4 separate regions of the Mus musculus genome follow, and regions 1, 2 and 3 are each linked to region 4. Evidence: chromatin contacts called from public Hi-C and promoter capture Hi-C data. All regions are on one chromosome and are shown on one strand. Each heading gives the region's core, a stretch centred on a gene start, on an enhancer-like site or on the middle of the called end of the contact. The rest is flanking DNA. Distances are from core to core; before and after follow the strand shown. Region 1 holds the start of Dazap2 (DAZ associated protein 2). Region 2 holds the start of I730030J21Rik (RIKEN cDNA I730030J21 gene). Region 3 holds the start of Hnrnpa1 (heterogeneous nuclear ribonucleoprotein A1). Region 4 holds the start of Eif4b (eukaryotic translation initiation factor 4B).

Region 1 (3,067 bases), core at 63-2,562, 1.5 Mb after region 4:
TGAGGATATACTGGATTCCCAGGAGGTTGCACAGGGTAGGTAGGCTGTGTTGGATATTGACCTGGAATACAAAAGGGGAGGAGAGATGTTGTCTGTCAGATTAGGAGGGGAGGTGGCAAACAGGAAAGATGCTCAGTGTGTGAGACAAAGTGCTGCTCTTCCTGAGGACCCCAGTTCTATTCCCAGCACCCACATATGACACAACCTCCTTTCAACGCTACCTTCTGCCTTGGTGGGCACCTACACTCACACTCACAGACACTTACACAGGCAGAGGCAGGCACACTTTGAATAAAAACAAGTTTGTAAGCAGAGCTACTAGACGGGCCAGGGTGCACAGGGTGGGGAGCAAGCAGAAGAGCTGCAAATAAGGCTGCCTTATTTCTTAGAGCCAGGAAAATAAGGATGGTCTCGGCACCCTCGCGCCCGAAGGTGCTGGCTTCTGACTGGGCAGAAGGCGCCGTTCCCACTAGCATACTGATTGATGGAGGCTAACTTGGCCATGTTCCCTTTCGAATAGAGGGCAGGTCTGAGGACCCGTTCCGGGGTCTCCGGACTGCTGGTGTCTTAGGGGACTCCTCTGGGTGATCTCCCCCGGGCTGTGCTGTAACCAGTCCTGACTCTGTGGGACCCACGGTTCTCAGTGTTTACCTCACGGGTTCCTAGTCAAGGTCGACCTCCAAAGAGTGAGTGACTGGAAGTTAACCGTGAGAAGGGCGGCGGGTGGAGGGGTGGGGAACGCGACCATGTTCTCACAAACATTAGCAACGCACAGGGGCGGCTACGAGTCCGGGCCCCGAGGAGGAAGCGCCAGAAGTCCCCGGCGGGCGAGAACGGGTCCTCGAGGGCCTGGGCCGTGCAGCGGAGCCGGCACCTCAGCAGTTAAGCTCGGCCGAGGCCTGTTGTTCCGAGGCGCGGCGCCCCGCCTCCGCCCGCCCTCCATTGGCTTCCCCAAATCCCTGCTCTAGCTCGCCATTCGCTCCAGCCGCTGTCCGTCACGGAAAAGCCCCCCCACCCCACACACAGGAGCCCGCGGCTCCAAACTGCGCCACACGGTTTATGGGGTCGGGGCCCAGAGGGCCGAGCGGCTGCGTTGTGGGGGTGGAGGGGGGCGGCCACGTCAGGTGCGGCCGCGCTGTGCGGCCCGCTGAAGAGAGCCGCACAGACCGCCCCAGGCCCGACGTCCCCCAGCCCGCTCGACCCGAACCCGCCCGCTTCCCCGACGGCCCCCGCCACTTCCCGGCCTTGCCTTTGCTGTTCATGGTGGCTCTGAGTCCGCTCCCACTCGGCGTCGCGGACGGTTATTTTTCTCGTCCTCTTCCTGTTCGGAGTCACTTCCGTGTCACGTGACGTTCGTCCACTCTGCGTCAGGAGATGCCCGAGTGCGCCGCCGCCGGAAACCCCGCCCCCTCGCAGGCCGGCCAGTCGCGGCAAGGAGGGCGCTCGCGGCCCTGCTCTGCTCGGAAGCCCCGCCCTCCCCGCGCGCTCTGCCCTCACGGCGCGCGCCTCCTCTGGGCTCGGCCCCGCCCCTCCCTGCGCGGCTTCGCCCTCACCGCGCGCTTTGCCCTCACTAATTGCCCCGCCCTCCCTGCGAGGCCCCGCCCTCCTCGCTCTCCCCGCGTTCCTTGCTCTCTCTGCGCGGCCCCGCCCTCACCGCGGTCCTTGCTCTCACCGTGCGCCCCGCCCTTATCACGAGCCACTCCTTCCCGCGCGGCCCCGCCCTCACCGCACCGCTAGCCCCGCCTCCCTGAACGCTCCGCCTTCACCGCGGGCTCCTCCTTTCTGCGCGGCCCCGCCCTCCCTGCGCGACCCCTCCCTCACCGCGCGCTCCTCCTTTCTGCGCGGCCCCGCCCTAAAGAAAGCGGAGTCAGCTCATCTCAGGGCGACTTCCTCACTGTGAGTCGCCTCTGCTCACCAAATTCAGGTGTGAACACAGGCTGTCACGACTCCACAGTGCCTGCGAGACGCAGCCCAGACCTCAGACCTTAGCCTGTCCGCCGTTCTGGTCCTTCCAGGCCTCTTGTTGAGGGCCCAGCGCCTGGCTTCGTGCTCGGAGATGGACCGTGTCCCCGCGCCCCGCCCCCTGTCCTGAGATAGACCGTGCCCCAGCACAAGCTGAGGGGACGCAGCCAGCACCTGCACCCTGGCCTGGCACGTCCTACGGGGACCTGAAAACTCCCTACAGATGTTGTGAGTGGTTTAGCCCGCGCTCAGTTGTCCAGAAGAGTAGCGACGACGTCTCTTAGGACAGTGATCACATTTTTTCCCGTTTCCTCGTTCCAGAATATCTGCTGAGCAACCGAACGCGCTCTCATAGATGCACAGAGGAACCGACCGCCGCAGCTGTCTGCAGAAGTTCGTGTTGTGCGTGGTCAAGTAGATGGGCAGGCTTTGGAGGGAGAGGTCCTTGGTGAACGGACTCCTGATTCGTCCGACACCGAAGGCCTTGCTTGTGTGTCAGGTGTCTATTTAACAGTTTGCGTGGCGTCCTGTAAATGCAGTTTCGTCCAGTCGGCAAGCACAGCAGCCTGAGAGGCTGATCTAGTTCAGCCTGGGGACCTGCGCATGAGTGTCATGGGTTCACGCCGACACACATATAAAAATAAACATTCGAGAAGAAAAGAAAAACTGATCTAAAGGACAGGTTACAGACTTGAGTTTTGTGTTCGGCCTCCCAGGTTCCGGGTCAGTATTTCCATTTTGGTTTCCTGTCAGCACACAGAGCATCCCCTAACTAGGCTGCGCTAACTAAAGGATGTTAGGGAACTCTCTTGGGTATTTTTTAAGTTCCCATTAAGTATTTATATTAATTTGATTTGGATTAAATCAGTATCATAAAGACTGTGGTATTTACATTTCCTTGACTAAAGCAAAGTATCCATAGACATATGAAATAAAAACAATAGTAGCAACAACATAAATTTAAAAAGTCAGATGCTGCTATGGGGTAACCATTCCAAGGACCACTGTCTTATGAAGAAAAGGTTAATTCAATATCCAGGCCCTCCTAGGGCTGACTCCTGAACGTGATAGCTGCTCTCGGCTTGGTCGATCGCTCCTATGCTAG
Region 2 (3,147 bases), core at 540-3,039, 1.3 Mb after region 4:
TGCAATCTTATCACCTGGAAGCAAAAGGCAGGAGAATCACAAGTTCAACAACATCTTTGTCTAAATAATGAATTCCAGGCCAACCTGAACTGCACAAAACCTTGTCTCTCACATATATAAATACACATTTCTCTTGATTATTGGGTACTTTGCCCCCTAAATTTTCCACATAAGACAAATATCTCATTTGCTATACTCTAGTACTGACCTCTACCCAGGCTTAAATCCTCTTATAACCGTCAGGCTCCCCAGTCTGACCACTGGGATCTAGAAAAGAGCGAAGGCTTGCCTGTCTTTGTATCTCCGTGTACCTGTGCTCACACAGAGGCCAGCACAGCAGACTTCAACAGTATTTAGAGGCCAGATACGGTGGTACCCCACTGTTTGAGGCAGGAGGATGTAACCCTGTGACAGGGCCACAGATCTTAGCACAGTTGACCCCGTGATGGAAGCACCATCCAGAGTGTGAAACTCAGCCCGTAGACAGCACCACCTGCAACTAAAACAGACCTAATCCACCTAAGTCCACGGCTCTGGGAAAGTCTCAGAGCGTACTAACCTTGCTTTGGCTTCTGTAGTTCTGCTTCTAGCTAACTGTTCTTGCTAACTGAAATGTGTCAACAGAATGTGGTTTTTATCCTTAAAGAGAAAAGACTTGGCTACACAGGGATCTCGTTATAACACCCAGTGTCCTGCTGGCCGGGGCCGGCTAATAGACTTCGTATCGGTTTAAACTGTGTGTGCGCAGTCATCTCTGGTGGACACCACAGAGCAGCTCTAGGCCAGCTTGAGTTGTATATAAATAAAAACCCTATTTCAAAGCACCAACAACCATAACAAAACAATCTTTAAAGGAAGGAAGGAAGGAAGAGGAAGGAAGGAAGGAAGGAAGGAAGGAAGGAAGGAAGGAAGGAAGGAGAAAGCCACCAACAACACTGTAGGATTAGAAGGTAGTGTTGTTTATTATTTACCAGAGACTAAAAGCATTAAAAAAATAAACAAACCGCACTTTGTTTTGGGTTTTGGCTGTTGTTTTAGAGTTGGGTTCTGGTTTGGTTTGGAGATAGGGTCTCATGTTCCTGAGTCTGGCCTGGATGTAGCCAAGGACTCCGGATCTCTCTTGCTTCCAACTCCCAGACACTGGGATTACAGTATACGCCACTGGCTTCAGATTTTTGGTTTTGTTAGGCTGGCCTCAAACTTACTTTGCAGTCAAGACGACCTTTAACCTCCTGACTTTTTTAAAAGTTTATTTACCCTTTATTTTATGTGCACTGGCATTCTGCCTGCATGTACATCTATGTGGGCACGTCAGATCTTGGAGTTACAGACAGTTGTAAGCTGCCATGTGGGTGCTGGGATTTGAACTCCGTTCCTCTGGAAGAACAGTCAGTGCCCTTAACCCAGTCCGCACTTCTAACCTACATCATCACACTTCTGTGATTTCTGGCCTATGCTGGTGTGGTATCTGGGGATCAAACTCAGCTCATTGGGATTGTACTTTTCCCCACAGAGGCACCTCGCCTGGCCCCCACAAGTGTTTCTGGATAAGAGGCTAGCCCTCTCTGTGAAGGGCAAGACTCCCCTCCCCTGAGTCTGCCACACTCAGAAGCCGCTGTCTCTCTCCAGGGCCTGAGAGTGGGAGGAAGGGAGCCATAAGGGGCAGAACTGACGTCACCAGCTCACAAAGCTGCCTTGTCTCTCTGCTTCAGCAGATCTGCTCCTCACTGAACTTCCTGCGCTATGGTGGGGAAGCCCCTTGAAAAAAAGAAAAAAGGAGACGGAAGTGCAGAGCACTCCAAACCAGAACCTAAATGGTAGAGCAACAAACAGCAGCCTGTGCGGGAAGATAATGAAATTTACAAAGCTTCTAGGAAGGCCCATCTCAAGTCCTTGCAGCTGAGAGAATCTGAGCCTGCCACCTCAGAAGTGCCTAAGGATGGTTGTGAGCATGTGTGGATGACTTCTTCAGGAGCCGGACAGCAGGTTGGGAGGCATCTTGTCCTGGTGCCCGATTTTCCCTTTATTTAGTACACATATAAACTTGTCATTTAACAGAAATCATGTTCTTTTCTTTTCTTTATTAGTACCGTGGGTGTGAGTGAGTGTGGGTGCTTGTGTGGAGAACAAGGACAACTTTTGGGAATCGATTCTCTTACCATGTAAGTTCTGGGGACTAAACTCAGGGATCAGAGGTTGCACAAGTGCTTTCACCTGCTGAGACACATCGATGCCCCTCCCCCCTTTTTGAGTTAGGGTCTCATGCAGCCCACAATGGTCTCAAACTTATTTAGCCAACAGTGACCTTGAACCCTGATCCTCCTGTCTCCCTCTCTCAGCTGCTTGGATTGGAGGTGTGTGTCACCGTGTTCAATTAATGAAAGCCAAATTTTAAGTGGGCTGCCACCAGCGGAGGTCAGGGTGTCCCCTTCTGCCCTGTGGTGCATCAGAACCTTCCCATGCAGTGGGGAAGGGAGCCCTCCCCAACCCCTGCTAGGAGAGAACGCAGTGTTTTAGGGATAAGTCTACAGCAGGCACCTCCAAATTAGACAGCTAGTCATTATGAAGACTTAAGTCACCTTTAAAATCATAGTCAGGCATGGTGGTTCATTTGTCTAATCCCAGCACTTGAGAGGCTGACTCACGAGGATTGAGACCAGCTTGGCTAGCTACAGGAGGCCTTTTCTTGAAATGCAAAAATGAAAGGGGGGGTGGCTCACACCTTTAATCCCCACACTAGAGAGGTAGAGGCAGGTGGATCTCTGAGTTTGAAGCCAGCCTGATTTACATAATGAATTCTCAGACAGCTAGGGTTACTTAGAGAGATTCTGAATCAGATAGATAGATAGATAGATAGATAGATAGATAGATAGATAGATAGATAGATGACCTCTGACCTGCATGTACAACACACACACACAAATCACTAAAAGAAACAGATTGAAAATGATCAAAGTGCATTATATATACATCTACGAAGTGTCATAATGAAACCTTTGTTTCCCATAACTAATGAACGCTAATCAACTTCTTATTCCCAAAGTGAACTCATTAATAACAGCTTCAGAATTTGAGGTACACACATCGGCTGGCACTCCTCGAAAAGCCAAACAGTCTCTTTCACGCTCCAAGGCAGAGTAAGAGGTC
Region 3 (3,230 bases), core at 71-2,570, 1.2 Mb before region 4:
AGTGCTGGGATTAAAGGCGTGTGCCACCACCTCCAGGCCCTCGCCTTTAATACCACTTGGGGGGGATCTCCCAATTGAGGACTGCCCCAATCATAGTCTCAGGTTAAAGAGAAAAACCACTCACTTCTCTTGAGACAGCTCTCTTAGGTTCCACAACTCTTCCATCCACCTTGTGTGGTCTTGCATTCATGGCAGCATCCACTTCTTCCACAGTGGCATATGTGACAAACCCAAAGCCCCTGGATCTCTTGGTGTTTGGATCTCTCATTACCTGTTTAGAGTTAATTCAATCAATACACTGCCTGATCTCAGAATCAAAAGCCATTCCTAGTCTGATCAAGGCAAACATGAAACTTCAGAGTGGGGGGGTGGAAATGTAAGCTTCTTACAGATCTGAAGAAAGCCCCAGATTTTTTTTTACCATCCCATTAGTTAACTTCACAAAACAATTTAGCTAAGAAGCAGCAGATTAAATCGGAAGAAATAAGCCAGCTCTTCCTTTTGTTTCTTTTAATCTTACCACACAGTCTGTTAGTGTTCCCCATTGCTCAAAATGGCTCCTCAGACTCTCGTCGGTTGTTTCGAAGCTCAGCCCTCCGATGAAGAGCTTCCGCAGCTGTTCTGGCTCCTTGGGAGACTAAAGTGGAGGAGGGAGTGTTTAGCGGAGGGGCTGGAACCTGGGAAAATGAATCAACACCCCGCAACAACACATGCTACACTTTTTTATTGTTCTTTATTACTGCACGAGACCACGTGCTCCTTCCTAGGCTAGGAGGTGCTGCTGGGGATTCACTCGAGTTGCACGCAGCGCATGCGTCCTTACTTTTACTTCATACGCACGCGCAACAAAGGGCACAGGTTAGTCGGGTCCATCCCCATTAAGACTTAATATCTCTTTAACAAGCGATTGTTAGACCAGAATGGGGGAGGGGAAGAAAAGGCCACACTCCCCAGATCATTAGTCTGTGAAGTTTGCCACAAGGAACAGTGCATGGACGTTAATGGCGGTCGGATCGCAGCCTCATGGTGACTATGAGGACAAAATGGCGACCTGCATTTTTTTAAAGTAGGCCTCAGCACTAATCGATAAAACACCGAAACCACGGGTGCGAGCAGCAAAACACGTCACATCCCGCTATATTCAGTAAGTGTGGAAGAAAGAGAAGCTGCAAAGCGCATCCAACTTACCTCGGACTTAGACATGACGGTAGAGTTACGAGAGCCTTCAGCGATGCTTCCTCGGCAGCGTCAAAGAGCAGAAAGGAATACGATAACGAACGTGCCCGCCAGCCTACCTTCTGCTCGCCCTTTTATCCCGCCTCCTCGCTCTCGGTATTGGTAGACTCCGCCCTTACTTGAGTCTTATTGGAGATTTGAAATTATTCCCTCCCACCATTGGCCCGTGAAGACGCCCTGCTAAGAAACGGCATCCGTTTGGGCGTTCTATTCAGACTCCGCCCCTTTGAGTCACTGATGCCCCAAGGGATCTTATCCTTAATCGCATTGATTGGCTAACTAGCCAGTCACTTATATTTGAATGTATTCACGTCTTTTAAATGCCTTTCATAACTTTCCCACACCCGAACATTACAAACTCACTCGTCAAAGGACCGCACGCTACAAAGTAGCTCACCGCGACTTTTCCCAGCCACTCCCTATAAGGCGCATGTGTAATAAAAATGGCGAGTTCACGCCGGCGCACTACGATGTTCCGCCTGCTGCCTGGAACACGTGAAATGGCGGGCGGGAGAGGGTTGTGAACCTAGGCGCCTGCGTAGTGGCGGGACCAGCGTCCAGTTTTGCGCAGGCGTTTTGGGCGGAGAAAAGGTCCAAGCCCAGGATTGGTTGCGCAGGCGCAGGGAAGGATCCGTTTTGGCGGGCGGTTGGCATTGCGCAGAAGGCGGCGGTAGCGGTGGCTTGTGGTGCCGCTTTACCACAGAGGAACCGTGCAGGCCTTAGCGTGAGTGATCACTTTAGATCTTGGGTAAGTGGCAGAGTCTCGTCTACCCGTACGAGATCTTGAACCCGCTCCCATTGCACCGGTTATTGTACGAAATGAATGGACCGCTGAACTGGTGGGGGGGGGGGTGGACGACGACAGTGAAGGGGCCGCGACGGGTCGGGCCAGCCAATAGGACAACTGGGGCGGGATGTTTTATCCTTGCAGGTTCTGTGAAGCTGCCTTGCCGAAGCATTTGACTGGCGAGCCTATAGGCCAATTGGGTTTTCCTATAGCTGCCTACCGATCGGTCCTTGGGCCATCGGAATGTGGGAGGCGGGTTTTTCTCGCCTGAGTTGCGTCTCTCCGAGCCAATGAGCCCCAAGCGCGCGATTGGCCGGCCTTCCCCAAGAGGCAGAGGCTGGACTCCTGTGGGGAGCGCGGGAGTTGGCTGGTTAAATTCTTAGAGCAAGCCAGGAGTCACTAGAAAGACAGGATTCCCCCCTCCCCCCCCCAATAAAGCTTACTCTTGCATTTGTGGGGGCGAGTATTTTAACTTAAAATGACTCCTATAACTAAGGCATTCATTCTGTATATTACCTTAGGGAAAACATATGTTTTCTTGTGGCCCTTGAGTTAATCATTTTTCTTGTAGTTTTTGGTACGTTCCTCCCTTCACTTGAGACTTTGGAGAACGTGCCTTTAGTCTTTGAAAACTTTTAAGAGAAGAATATTGAAATTTTGAATGAGATGACTTAGGTAAAGTACTTGCAATGAAAAGCATCCAAGAAAAATAGACTTAACCACTAGCACCCATTTCCAGGGACACTGTATTTGTATTTCTATCTCTATGAAAGTTTTTGAGAGTTACATGTCAAAAGTCAAAACGTGTTGCTTCTATGGAAACAGTGGGGCCAAGGCCTGTATGTTTGAGGGATAATTGTCATTGATGAAATAATGAAAACCTTAATAAAAATAGACACATTTGGTTTTTTGTTTGTTTGTTTTGTGTCATCATGTACTTGTCACCACCATTCATGTTCCCAATTCTTTTATCTGAATCTCTTCTCCGAAGAACATTTTTCTCCCCTAACATTCAAGATACTCTAAGCTCCTATTTCTGCTGTTCATTTGAGGATGTCTGGTGTGGGGTGAAAAAGCTGATTCATTTAGGAGGTATTTAGGGTGTTGGGGACAGAAGACTCCACCATATCTTGAGTTGTTATTCATTGTTTTGATTCCATATATTTTTGTATTTTCTCTGCAATTTTGTTGGTGTTGATAATACCCA
Region 4 (3,035 bases), core at 21-2,520:
CTTGGAAAACAAAACAAAACAAAAAAACAAAACCCGAAACGACCTCCACAAACCTCACTTGCAATGCAGGGAATATACATTCCACCAAACAAACAAACGCACGCAGAACCTCTAGCCACTATTTTAATAGCACCTTCTGGAAGTTTCCCAGTTATCTGGGAAAATGACAAAAGCTGAATCCTGACACTAAAACTACCCAAAAAATGGAAGTTCTATATAATGCAACGCCCCGATTTCCTTCCCCACCTCTGCCTGGCATATAGTGTGCACTCAATAAAAACTGTTGGTTGAATCAAGAGGTGGAAAGAAAAAGGCACAGGAGAAATCTAGGTGTCTATCCCTACAGCACCTAACACGTGGGAGCACCCTGGGTTCCCTACCCCCAACTATAGTGGGGCCAAACCTAATATGCGTTCGCTTGGGAGTACAGCGGCCGTGCCACGCTCCCAAACCGACTAAAGCTTAAAGTACAAGGTCATAAACGAGCAAAAGCCAGGTCCATCCAGGCTTCCCATCTGGAGTCCAGCAGCGCGTGTTTCTGAGGCGCGCCTTCTCCACCACCTCGCCTCGTCGCCCGTGCCGCGCACGCGCACCGCTGCTTTCATCGGCCCCTCCACAGCCTCGCGCTCGCGTTCTAACTGCACCCCCCCGCCCCCACGAGGGTCCGCAACGGCCTCGCGCCTTGGAGACCCGGCCCAATGTGTTCCGGTCCGCGCGCCAACCGCCTCCTTCCTCCACCCGCGCCTTGGCGCGGGCGCGGTGCTTCACGCCTTTGAGAGCCTCGCGCCTCCCGCACGTCTCTCTGTGCTGCCTCCTCCAATTGAAGGCAGGGTCCACCATTTCTGCCTACTCCAACCTCGCGCAACGGGGTGAAAAGGGTGTGAGGGGGAGGGGAAGGCCTTCCCCTCCCCCTAGACATCCCGAGGCGGTAACCTCAAGCGGCCATGCCGCTAGCCTGCCGCTGCCCCCAGGTCCGAAAGGAGCCGGTGCCTCCTGCCCCCGACCTCCAGCAAGGAGCGGACCAAGCCCGGAGGCTGTTTCCGAGCCTGGTCTTTGGCCACGCTCGGCCGCTCACTCACCTGAGGCCGCCATGTTGGGAGAGGGAGAGAGAACGCAAAGGACCCGGATGAGGCAGTCACGTGATTATAGCGGGCGCGACGGGCTTGGAGACGTGAAACCAGGAGGGGGCGGGGAGCCGAGGACGGAGGCAGAAGGCGGGGCGCCGCCGCCGCGCTGGGTTCGTAAAGCAGCGCGAGGGGGTGGCGCGGCGTCCGACGGGAAGACCTGCGCGACATGTGGCCGAAGGGGTGGAGTCTGAGCTGTCGCGAAACCCTTCGCTTTACGTCGGGCCCGGCGCGGCCGTCCGGTCCGATCTGCGCCCGGGGCGGAGTCTCCTGGCGCACAGACTTGTGGGTGCTGGATCGGCGCGAAGGGCGGGGTCGCACTTGCTGATTCTATGGAACAGAGTGGACTTGGAATCTAGAATGGGTGTGCCACAATTGATTTTTTCCGAAGGGAAGATTCTGAGTTTCTTTTTAAATCACTTTTTGTAAAGACAAAGAAAATATAATGTTCCGTAGAATGGTTTCAATTAAGAAGGTAACATTTGAACCATGGGCTTTTGCCTCATTTAACCCTCCAATGGACTGACAAGGGCCAGCACCGAGTGGCTAGCCACATTTCTTACAGCGAATGCTTCATTTTTTTTAAAAATATATATTTCAAAAAGTGAAACTATTGAACACCAGCCACGTGCCAGGCACTGTTTAACAGACATTTGTGGATATAAAAAGGGATTAAAACTACCTTGAATAAAATACTACAAATGATAAACATTACAGGTAAGTAGGCTAATAGAGTAAAAGGCAGTTGGGTACAACTCCAGATGGCCTGCCCCTCTACAAGAACAGGGAACATTCTTAGCCACTGAGCCACAATTCCAGCTCCTAAAATTTTTTTATGACCCTAAAACATACAAACCATAAAACAAACAAAAAACAAACAAATAAAAACAGGGGTTGGAGAGATGGCTCAGCGGTTAAGAGCACTGACTACTCTTCCAGAATTCCTAGCACCCACATGGCAGCTCACAACTCTAACTCCAGTTCCAAAGGATCTGACACCCTCATATAGACATACATGCAGCAAAACAGCAATGCACATAAAATAAAAATAAATATACTTTAAAAAATGATTTGCAGAAACAGGCATGGTGGCACATACCCTTAATTAATTTATTTACTTATATTTAATTTGGTGTTTTGAAACAGGGTCTCTCTACATAGCACTGGCTGTCCTGGAACTCATTATGTAGACCAGGCAAGACTTTAAATTCAGAGAGCCACCTATCTCTGCCTCCTGAATGCTGGGATTAACAGTATTCATTACCATGCCCAGCTGGCACACATCTCTAATTCCTACAGTTGGAAGGCAGACAAAGGCAAATCTCTATGTATAGAGAGTTTGAGGCTAATTTGGTCTACATATCCAGTTCCAAGTCAGCCAAGGCTACATACACACAGACCCTGTCTCAAAACAAAACTAAACAAAACAAAATAACCCCTAAACCAGCCAACCAAACAAAAACAAAACAAGAAGACAGAAATACTTTTCTTAGCTCAGTATGGAGCACCACATACAAAAGTGGTAATCACCGTGCTTGGTAGATTGAGATAGAAAGATCAGTGGAAGGCAAGCTTTGACTACAGAACAAGTGAAGATCAGACTGGGCTACAAAGAGACAACGAGATCATTTGTCAAGGTTTGATAGCCGTACCTACCCAGTCCCTCTCCTTTAATTTGCTATTGCTTTTCCCCAATGGTTTTCAGCCTGACCACTGTATTAACTTCCTAGCTGGGTTTCTTGCCTGAAGGCTTTGTCTACTGCAATGCATGCAGAATATGGCTGCCACACGTCTTCCTGGAGGAGAGATCTGAACAGTTGCTGAGAAACATGGCCACACTGACATGGACAAAATAAGACTTTTTTTTTTTTTTTTGAGAGACAGGGTCTCTCTGTTTCATACCTTTGGCTG

Evidence for each region. Promoter capture Hi-C pulls out the DNA fragments that hold promoters and counts their contacts. Hi-C and Micro-C count contacts between places; a contact is called where the count stands out from the background.
Region 1: a Hi-C map of muscle stem cells shows a contact between it and region 4, with 3 times the contacts expected there. The contact joins the promoter of Dazap2 here to the promoter of Eif4b in region 4. A contact is called at or near these places in 5 of 39 promoter capture datasets (the 3T3-L1 cell line, cranial neural crest, erythroid cells and 2 more), 2 of 484 Hi-C or Micro-C datasets (the G1E-ER4 cell line and muscle stem cells) and 1 of 115 datasets of contacts at active chromatin or transcription factors (extraembryonic endoderm stem cells).
Region 2: a promoter capture Hi-C map of pre-B cells shows a contact between it and region 4, with 4 times the contacts expected there. The contact joins the promoter of I730030J21Rik here to the promoter of Eif4b in region 4. A contact is called at or near these places in 3 of 39 promoter capture datasets (hippocampal neurons, liver and pre-B cells).
Region 3: a contact with region 4 is called in a promoter capture Hi-C map of pre-B cells, with 3 times the contacts expected there. The contact joins the promoter of Hnrnpa1 here to the promoter of Eif4b in region 4. A contact is called at or near these places in 3 of 39 promoter capture datasets (hematopoietic stem and progenitor cells, liver and pre-B cells) and 1 of 9 other capture datasets (pancreatic islet).

What each region holds. Positions count from the first base shown.
Region 1 is chr15:100,613,907-100,616,973 of GRCm38.p6, reverse strand. Dazap2 (DAZ associated protein 2) reads right to left here and starts at 1,312. Exons shown (of 4, transcript NM_011873.2): 1 at 1,250-1,312; 2 at 1-61. The coding sequence starts at 1,262. It overlaps C330013E15Rik (RIKEN cDNA C330013E15 gene), which reads left to right and starts at 1,864. Exons shown (of 2, transcript NR_045701.1): 1 at 1,864-2,190; 2 at 2,284-2,834.
Region 2 is chr15:100,731,379-100,734,525 of GRCm38.p6, reverse strand. It overlaps I730030J21Rik (RIKEN cDNA I730030J21 gene), which reads left to right and starts at 1,789. Exons shown (of 3, transcript NR_045782.1): 1 at 1,789-1,986; 2 at 2,088-2,162.
Region 3 is chr15:103,238,487-103,241,716 of GRCm38.p6, reverse strand. Hnrnpa1 (heterogeneous nuclear ribonucleoprotein A1) reads right to left here and starts at 1,320. Exons shown (of 11, transcript NM_001039129.4): 1 at 1,189-1,320; 2 at 521-637; 3 at 125-271. The coding sequence starts at 1,203. It overlaps Cbx5 (chromobox 5), which reads left to right and starts at 1,865. Exons shown (of 5, transcript NM_001076789.2): 1 at 1,865-1,984.
Region 4 is chr15:102,072,008-102,075,042 of GRCm38.p6, reverse strand. It overlaps Eif4b (eukaryotic translation initiation factor 4B), which reads right to left and starts at 1,270. Exons shown (of 15, transcript NM_145625.3): 1 at 1,080-1,270. The coding sequence starts at 1,092.